3 separate regions of the Macaca mulatta genome follow, and all the other regions are linked to region 3. The links are chromatin contacts, called in public Hi-C maps. All regions are on one chromosome and are shown on one strand. The core of a region is the stretch at or near the end of the contact, and the rest is flanking DNA. Distances in the headings are between cores, read along the strand shown. Region 1 overlaps SYN3 (synapsin III). Region 2 overlaps SYN3 (synapsin III). Region 3 holds the start of TIMP3 (TIMP metallopeptidase inhibitor 3).

Region 1 (2,700 bases), core at 196-2,695, 150 kb before region 3:
TTTACTTTCGAGAGTCTAATTTTATTCAATGGTTCAAGGTATATTTGTAGAGTCAGGCATGGTGCTAGGAGATATGGGGGTGCAAGATAGAGAGAACCCTTGCTATTGTTCTGGCTGATCATACGCAGTAAGTGATCCTATTGAACATCCATTCTCTGAGCACCCATTACCTCCTGGATCTGCTGCTAGAGGCTATGAGAGGCATAGAGAAGATGAAGATACGGTGCCTGCTCTAAACTAACTTTTCCTCCAAGTCCACCTCCTTAAGAGGAGACAGCCAGCTGAATGTGAACAGGAGGACTCCTTAAAAGGTAAAGATGCTTCTTTTCCTCATTACCTATAACATTAGTCAAGTAAGTAGCCGTGTCAAACCTGGTTTCTTTTGGGCATGGCTTCCGGGTCAACGCGTCTCTGACACTTGCCCCAGATGCAGCAGTTGCGCAGTGGACACGGCTCCGTGCGCCCACCAGGTGGCGGCATTCTAGCATATTCCCCAACATCTGGGGTCATTGAGAAACAGCACCTTGTGTTGGTGGAGAGACCACTTCATCTCTAATCCAGGGCCCATTCATATTGATCTTCTGGAAAGTCCTGGGGTTAGGGGGCTTGCGGGGGAAGGAATGGTGGTTGTGCAAAGGAAAATGGTGCTAAATGCTCCATCCAACAAACCGGTCTGGCTGCCTTCTGGAGCTCCCCTTGTCCCCAAGTCTGCGTCTGCTGATAAATTTGCATCATTACTTATTTACTTGTCATTCTCTTTTGTCCAGTTGGCACCATGTCTATTTCCTCTTGGAATCCATGGTGCCTACACAGAGTCTGACCCAGAGTAAGGAATACGGCTCTTGGTCGAAAAAAATGAAGCTTATTTTAAGCAAGAACTTAAAACAGACTCTCACCTAAGGACCACTACCCAGGTGAGGGCTTCTTGGTCCACTAACATCCTTGACCTCAAAGATGGAAATTGCAAGATGGGAGACTGAGAGCACCGTTCAAAGTTCCCTAATGTGAGCCATTGGAGAAATGGCTGGGATCAACTTTCCTATCTCTGCTCAAAAGATGTCAACCTTGTCCACATCAGCCAGGATGTCAAGGTGGAGAGGATAGAAATTCCGGATCTGGCTGAGTCTAGTGTCCACCAGAGAAAACTTTGGCCTTTAATCTGGGATTTTATATCATTTGCACCTCTAACAGAGAGAGAGAGAGGGGCATGAGTTGGGTCCACCAATTGGGACAAGCAGGTCCAACCTGCTTCTCTGCTGTCTTCAATTCCATTCAGACCCCTATGCCCTGCTGCCTAGCACCTCCACCTTCCCCCCTGGGGCTCCAGCAAAGAGGAAGGCAGTCAGAGCCACTCAAAGGGTCCAACCTCCTTGCATTCCAGCCCTGGTCAAAGTCAGCCCGGGAACAAGTGGAGAGCCCCTCTTGAAGGAAGTGATTCAGAAACCATGATGGCCTGGCGGCCCGCCGTGACTCACAGCACATCAATGGGGGAATTGTCTGTGGAAGCTGAGAATTCCAAAGCTCTTTTCTTTCCTTTCTTACTTTCTTTTTTTTTTCTTTCTTTCTTTCTTTTTGCCCTCCCCTTGGCGGCATTGTGCAACAGCAGGGCTGCCCAGAAACATGTGGTTTTCATCATTGGCTCCACAACTGCCTTAGAGCACAGTGGAGAAAATAAGATGGAGAGGGAACAGGATACAAGGGGACCTGTTGTGGTCAAGTGGGGTCCTTCTCTTTCACCCCACCTTTCTTGTCAACACCAGCATCCTCAAAGAGCATCTGGAACGGAAGGGAATAGAATTTTGGATCTGGGAGAAAACTTGGAGTATGTCTCATCCAATAACTCTATGTGCAGATGAGGAAACTGAGGCCTCAAGAGGGGATGTACGTGGCTTGCCAAATGTCCACAGCCAAGTTGCATCTTGCATCTTGCTGCAGCGACTGAATTTTCTTAGCCTCCAAGTCAGGAAATGTAGTTTGACAAAGGATACTTTTTTTCCATGGAATGTGACAGATGAAAAGTCATACCAAGTTTAGTTATAAATCTCTCCATTGTCCCTTTCCTCTTACCTACCAGTCTAGGGAGTCTGTTTTACCCAGAATCATCTGTGGGGTCACGTGCAAAATCTAAAGGTCTTTTTGCAGTTGTCATCTGATTGGCCATCTGCGTAGTGAAATTAACGTGAAATTAATGCTCATGGGTTTCTAGGTATTCCCCCTATGCATCCACTCCTACCTCTGTAATGTCTCCTTTTCAGCATTCTTTTCTCCTTCCCTGGCTCTCAGATGCCTTAGTTCTACAGGGCTTTCTTGTCTTATCTCATGTCCATGTTCATGGTTTCAGTGGCTATCATTCAGCTGAGGACTCCCAAATCTTATCTCTAGTCTGTTCATCATTCCTGAGCTACAGACGTGTACACACAGCTGCCTTCTCAGTGCCTTTCTTGGATTCCCCAGACGGAACTCATCATTTCCCTCTGCAGCTCTTTGACTACTTTGATTTTATTACCAAGTAACTATGGGACCAATATAGTTAGTGTTCCAAAGCACGTGCTTTGGCATCTTACTGACCTGGGCCTGAGTCCCAGATATGCCACTTAACTGGCTATGGGGCTTTGGCCAAGTTACTGACCTTTCCAAGTTCCTCATCTGTAAAATGGGGATAATAAAAATACCCACTTCATAAGGCTGTCATTACGAGGA
Region 2 (2,700 bases), core at 45-2,544, 180 kb after region 3:
GAAAAGTGCAGAGCACCAAAAGAGAGGCTAAGAGCATTTATTATCTATTCATCCACCCAACTACCCATCCATGAATCCATCCAACCATCCATCCATCCATCCATCCATCCATCCATCCATCCATCTATCCATCCATCCATCCACATATTCATCCATCCATGCATCCATCCATGCATCCATCCACCCACCTACCCACCCATCCACCCATCCATCCATACATTCGCCCATCCATCCACATATCCATCCATCTAGGATATACTATATTCTCAGCACTGTGTTAGATAGGCCCTTGAAATTGCACTGAACAAAACAGCCCCCTTGCCATCCTGGTTTTTACTGTCTAGCCAGGAGATAGTCCCAGAAGAGGAACTAGACCAAATAGTTACTCTGACGCCTGTCTTCTTTATCAGAAGTTGCTAACTAGTAGACCTCATAGAATCCACAGTCTTGTTTTGTTGCACTTAAATTGTATAATTTTACTTTTAAAATAGAACATTCGCTAGCAAGGTGACTCACGCCTGTAATCCCAGTACTTTGGGAGACTGAGGTGGGCGGATCACTTGAGGTTGGGAGTTCGAGACCAGCCTAGCCAACATAGCGAAACCCCATCTCTACTAAAAATACAAAAAAAAAATGGCCAGGCGCAGTGGCTCACGCCTGTAATCCCAGCACTTTGGGAGGCCAAGGCAGGCAGATCACAAGGTCAAGAGATTGAGACCATCCTGGCCAACACAGTGAAACCTTGTCTCTACTAAAAAAATACAAAAAATATTAGCCGGGCGTGGTGGTGTGTGCCTGTAGTCCCAGCTACTCAGGAGGCTGAGGCAGGAGAATTGCTTGAACCCAGGAGGCGGAGGTTGCAGTGAGCCAAGACAGTGCCACTGCACTCCAGCCTGGGCGAGAGTGAGACTCCGCCTCAAAAAAAAAAAAAAAAAAAAAAAATTAGCCCGGCATTGTGGTGCACACTACTGGGGAAGCTGAGGCAGGAGAACAGCTTGAACTCAGGAGGCAGAGGTTGCAGTGAGCCGAGCCTGCACCACTGCACTCCAGCCTGGGTAAGACAGTGAGACTCCATCTCAATAATAGTAATAATAATAATAATAATAGAACATTCATATAAAAATTCGTATCTCTGACTTTTCTTGAAAATCAGTAACTCAACAACACCAGGCCCTTATTCCCATATGGCAAAAACTGGCTGCATGGCCTGCAGCTGCTGCCTCAGAGGAGGCATCAGTTCTCACACCCAACACAGTTCCCAGTGCTCCCTGTCATCTCTGCAGCCAAAGCCAAGTGGCAGACATCATCTGTCATAGAGCCTATGCTGCTGCTTTTCTTATAGCAGGGAAATATTTCTCTATGCCTGTGCTTTTTCCTACCACCTGCCCCTTCACTCACAGACTGATTTGTCCCCTCTGAGCAGCTGCACAGGCAACCCCTAATTTCGCTAAGCCTATTCTGAAGATGGCAATTAGCTCAGCGCAAATCTTCAGGAAACCCGCACTCTTGTCCCTCCTGCAAACCCAGGGCAGGAAGTCAGGAAAATGGAAATGAAGCACCATCCCTTCTCCTGCCGTCACAGATGGCTTCTCTCCTGTCGAAGATGCACGTCCCAGGCAGGCCTCCACAGGCCCCAGGGCTTCCTAGACGTTCTGTAATGAGGCTGGCATCTGCCCAGAGCCCTGCCTCCCCCAGGGCAAGGCTGTAACTCAGGCAGAAATCAACTCCACCCCAGGAGTAGCTATTGCTCAAGAAGACTCGTGCATCCGAGGGACTCTTTGGAAAGAAGGTCACTTGGAGGGCCTGGGCCAGAAAGCCAGGTTGTGGAGGATAAAACACGACTCACAAGTGAAATGCTGAAACTCCTCAGAGTTTGCCCAAGGCAAGGGCATGAGAAGTGACTAGAGAAGACATCAGAGAGAAAATAAAAGGTTTCAAGTCCGAGCTTCCTTTTTAAAGGCTTGCAGCCTGACCCCTTCATGGTCTAAGCCCCATTATTTTTCCCAAATGGGTAGCCAAGCTGTGTCTGAACACCTGCACGTGATGGGGAGCTCATTGCCTCACCCGGTAGCCCACTCAGTCTCTGGATGACTTGGTCAATTAGATGAATTTTCTGTATATTGAGCTGAAATATGTCTCCCTCTTTGTTTTCCCCCATTGGTTCCAGTTCTACCAGGTGGGAGTCTCACGAAACAAGTCCTCTAGCTGGGGGATTTCTAAACTTGGCTTTACATCATTTAAAAAATTCATCTCAGCCAGGCATGGTGGCTCACGCCTGTAATCCCAGCACTTTGGGAGGCCAAGGCGGTTGGATCACCTGAGGTCAGGAGTTCAAGACCAGCCTGACCAATACAGTGGAACCCCATCTCTACTAAAAATACAAAAATTAGCCAGGGGTAGTGGTGGGCATCTGTAGTCCCAGCTACTGGGGAGGCTGAGACAGGAGAATTGTTTGAACCTGGGAAGCGGTGGTTGCAGTGAGGTGACATCACTCCATTGCACTCCAGCCTGGGTGACAGAGCGAGACTCCATCTAGGGAAAAAAAAAGAAAGTTCATCTCCTGAGCTCCAATCTAGATATTCTGATTCCATCATTGCAGGGGGACATCTCAGTGTGGCCTGTACTGTATCCATTCTGCCTTCTTCTGGTAACAGCAGCTCTATTTGCATTCGCATTGATGGAAGCAAGGCTTTTTTTTGT
Region 3 (2,705 bases), core at 104-2,603:
TCCATTATAGTTAGTCATCTAGGATCCTGGATCATTCTCCTGGTTTTACTAGAGTTTTGGATCAGCTCACCCCCAAATCCCTTGCTGAAGGGTGGAGCCCTGTCAGCCATGGGCGGGGAACCACTTCCTCTTGCCTTTCTACTTTCTGTCTTCCAAACATGCCCAGGGCCTTTGCACCTGCTGTTCCCCCTGCCTGGTACCTCTCTCCTGTGGCTTGCCCCATAGCTGATCCTTCTCTTTGTCCACTTCTCAGCGAAGATGGCACTTCAGGGAGCCCTTCCCTTGCTGTTGCAGAGAGAGCAGCGCCCTCCCCAGTCACGTCCAACCCTGAACTCTGTTTTGTTTTCTTCATAGCCCTAGCATCATAGAAAATCACCCTGTGCATTCGTTGATGTGCACGGGGGCAAGGGCTTTGTGTTGCTTAACCCAGCATCCTGAACCGTGTTTGCTGAATCAATACAGAACCCCGTTTGCTCTGGGGGAGCATAGAAAAACAGTCTTCTATCATGTATCATAGCCAGCTGCAAAAGGCAGATGGCTTCCCATATCCCAGAGAGTAAGAACGAGAGAGAAAGAGAGAGACAGAGACAGAGAGAGAGAGAGTGTTTGGGTCTTCCTCCTCTGTCCCTGCTCGGGGTAGCAGTCAGCATTCCCCCACTGGTTCCACCAGGCTCAGTCAAGGTCTCTAGGACATGGCCACCCCTGACCTGTGTAAACGGTCCTGCTGGGGTGGGTGGGTGGTAGTTCGTTCTGGTTTGGGTCAGAAGCACCCAGTGGCCCAGGTGAGCGTGGGGAGAGGGCACAGACGAGAAGGGGCACGAGGGCGCCGCTCGGAGGACCCAGCTGCAAGCACCGGTCCCGGGCGCGCCCCAGCCCACCCACTCGCGTGCCCACGTCGGTATTATTCCCTATAAGGATCTGAACGGTCCGGGGGCGGCCCCGCCCCGTTGCCCCGTGCCCCCGGCCCCGCCCCCTTTTTGGAGGGCCGATGAGGTAATGCGGCTCTGCCATTGGTCTGAGGGGGCGGGCCCCAACAGCCCGAGGCGGGGTCCCCGGGGGCCCAGCGCTATATCACTCGGCCGCCCAGGCAGCGGCGCAGAGCGGGCAGCAGGAAGGCGGCGGGCGCTCAGACGGCTTCTCCTCCTCCTCTTGCTCCTCCAGCTCCTGCTCCTTCGCAGGGAGGCCGCCCGCGGAGTCCTGCGCCAGCGCCGAGGCAGCCTCGCCGCACCCCATCCCGTCCCGCCGGGCACTCGGAGGGCAGCGCGCCGGAGGCCAAAGTTGCCCCGCACGGCCCGGCGGGCGAGCGAGCTCGGGCTGCAGCAGCCCCGCCGGCGGCGCGCACGGCAACTTTGGAGAGGCGAGCAGCAGCCCCGGCAGCGGCGGCAGCAGCGGCAATGACTCCTTGGCTCGGGCTCATCGTGCTCCTGGGCAGCTGGAGCCTGGGGGACTGGGGCGCCGAGGCGTGCACATGCTCGCCCAGCCACCCCCAGGACGCCTTCTGCAACTCCGACATCGGTAAGCGCTCCTGGTGCCCCGCCCGAGCTCCAAGCTGCAGCCGGGACTGCAGCGCTGCTTAGGGAGGCAGGGCGAGCCCCACTCCTTTCCTCTGCCCCAGGAGAGGGGCAAATGGGGTTGGGACGGAGTGGAGAAACTCGATGTCCTTGGGCGGGGGCGCTGGCATAACTGAGAGGGGAAGATGCCCTGCGGAGGAGGCTCACAGTGGCTGAGTGAGCCCCTGGCCGCCTTTGCTTTCCTAACTTAGGGCGTGGGGTTCCTACTGGTCCTTTTGACATCTGGAAAATGTCCCCATTCACTACTAACGAGGAAGGGCTAGAAGAGAAGGGTGAGGAAAGGGTGGGTTCCCCAAACTTGGAATACTAACTAAAGTGCTGGGAAATTGAATAGTTTAAAAAAAAAAAAAAAGTTGCCAGCCATGTGCACGGAAAGTTGCAGGAGAAACTCGGAGTACTCTGAGTCTGCATCATCGCCTGCGCCCATGAAATTCATTCTTTTCACTGAGACCCAACCCAGCTGCAGGCTTCCCAAGCAAGCGCTAACTGAGCTTCTGGGACTGCCAAGTTTGGGTGGATTTAAGGGGGAAAATGAGGAGAAAGCTGTGGCGTTGACCCACCCCCTGGAGGCACTGTGTTTGAGAGTGCTGATAGCCAGCAGAAGGTGGCGTGTGAGAGGGGTCACTTACCACATAGCTGTGAAAATTCACAGGAAGGCTATTTTTTTTTTCCTTGAATGCTTGTGGGGAGGGGGAGAATGGGCAGTGGAAAACAGATTTGTCACCAAAAGAACAAAGCTGCCAAGGGGTCACATCACGGTGACAGTTCCAGACTGGACTTAGTGTCTTGAGTAGAGAGACCCTGTAAAGAGTAGACCTCCTACTCCTTAGCGTGTATGGAGGGCCCCGAGAGCATCCTGGGAGGCTTGTCTGGGAGTGTTTGGGACAGTCGTGTTTGGATGGCCAAAGGCGGAGTGGCATCTGGGAAACATTTCTCTCCTCCTTTCCAGCCCATAAAGTGTGCAAGTCCAGTGGCCCTCCTGGGAGAGTGTGTGTGTTTACGCGCTGGGCTGGGCGGTGGGGTGGGACAGCCTTGCCGCCCTCTGCCTGTGTCGATTCAGAGGTGAAGAATGGAGCGTGTGTGTTTTAAGTACAGTCATAAAGGAGAAGGAAATTTTCCACTGAGTCTTGGGTG

The links. A called contact is a pair of places that touch in the nucleus more often than the background predicts.
Region 1: a contact with region 3 is called in a Hi-C map of blood, with 4 times the contacts expected there. The contact joins the enhancer-like site here to the promoter of TIMP3 in region 3. A contact is called at or near these places in 4 of 14 Hi-C or Micro-C datasets (CD4 T cells, blood, fibroblasts and 1 more).
Region 2: a Hi-C map of fetal cortex germinal zone shows a contact between it and region 3, with 2.3 times the contacts expected there. The contact joins the enhancer-like site here to the promoter of TIMP3 in region 3. A contact is called at or near these places in 3 of 14 Hi-C or Micro-C datasets (cortical neurons, fetal cortex germinal zone and liver).

Annotation. Positions count from the first base shown.
Region 1 is chr10:18,846,521-18,849,220 of T2T-MMU8v2.0, reverse strand. The region is part of intron 6 of SYN3 (synapsin III); the gene reads right to left. Among named protein-coding and RNA genes, the nearest start is that of TIMP3, 150 kb to the right of the region's middle. Within about 2 kb of position 1,445, at least 2 of the 40 cell types and tissues checked have an H3K27ac peak or open chromatin away from gene starts, as enhancers often do.
Region 2 is chr10:18,514,450-18,517,149 of T2T-MMU8v2.0, reverse strand. All of the region lies in intron 2 of SYN3 (synapsin III), which reads right to left. Among named protein-coding and RNA genes, the nearest start is that of SYN3, 67 kb to the right of the region's middle. Within about 2 kb of position 1,294, at least 6 of the 40 cell types and tissues checked have an H3K27ac peak or open chromatin away from gene starts, as enhancers often do. A contact at or near this core is called in fetal cortex germinal zone, where this site is marked.
Region 3 is chr10:18,698,783-18,701,487 of T2T-MMU8v2.0, reverse strand. TIMP3 (TIMP metallopeptidase inhibitor 3) reads left to right here and starts at 1,353. Exons shown (of 5, transcript NM_001032956.1): 1 at 1,353-1,515. The coding sequence starts at 1,395. The region is part of intron 6 of SYN3 (synapsin III); the gene reads right to left.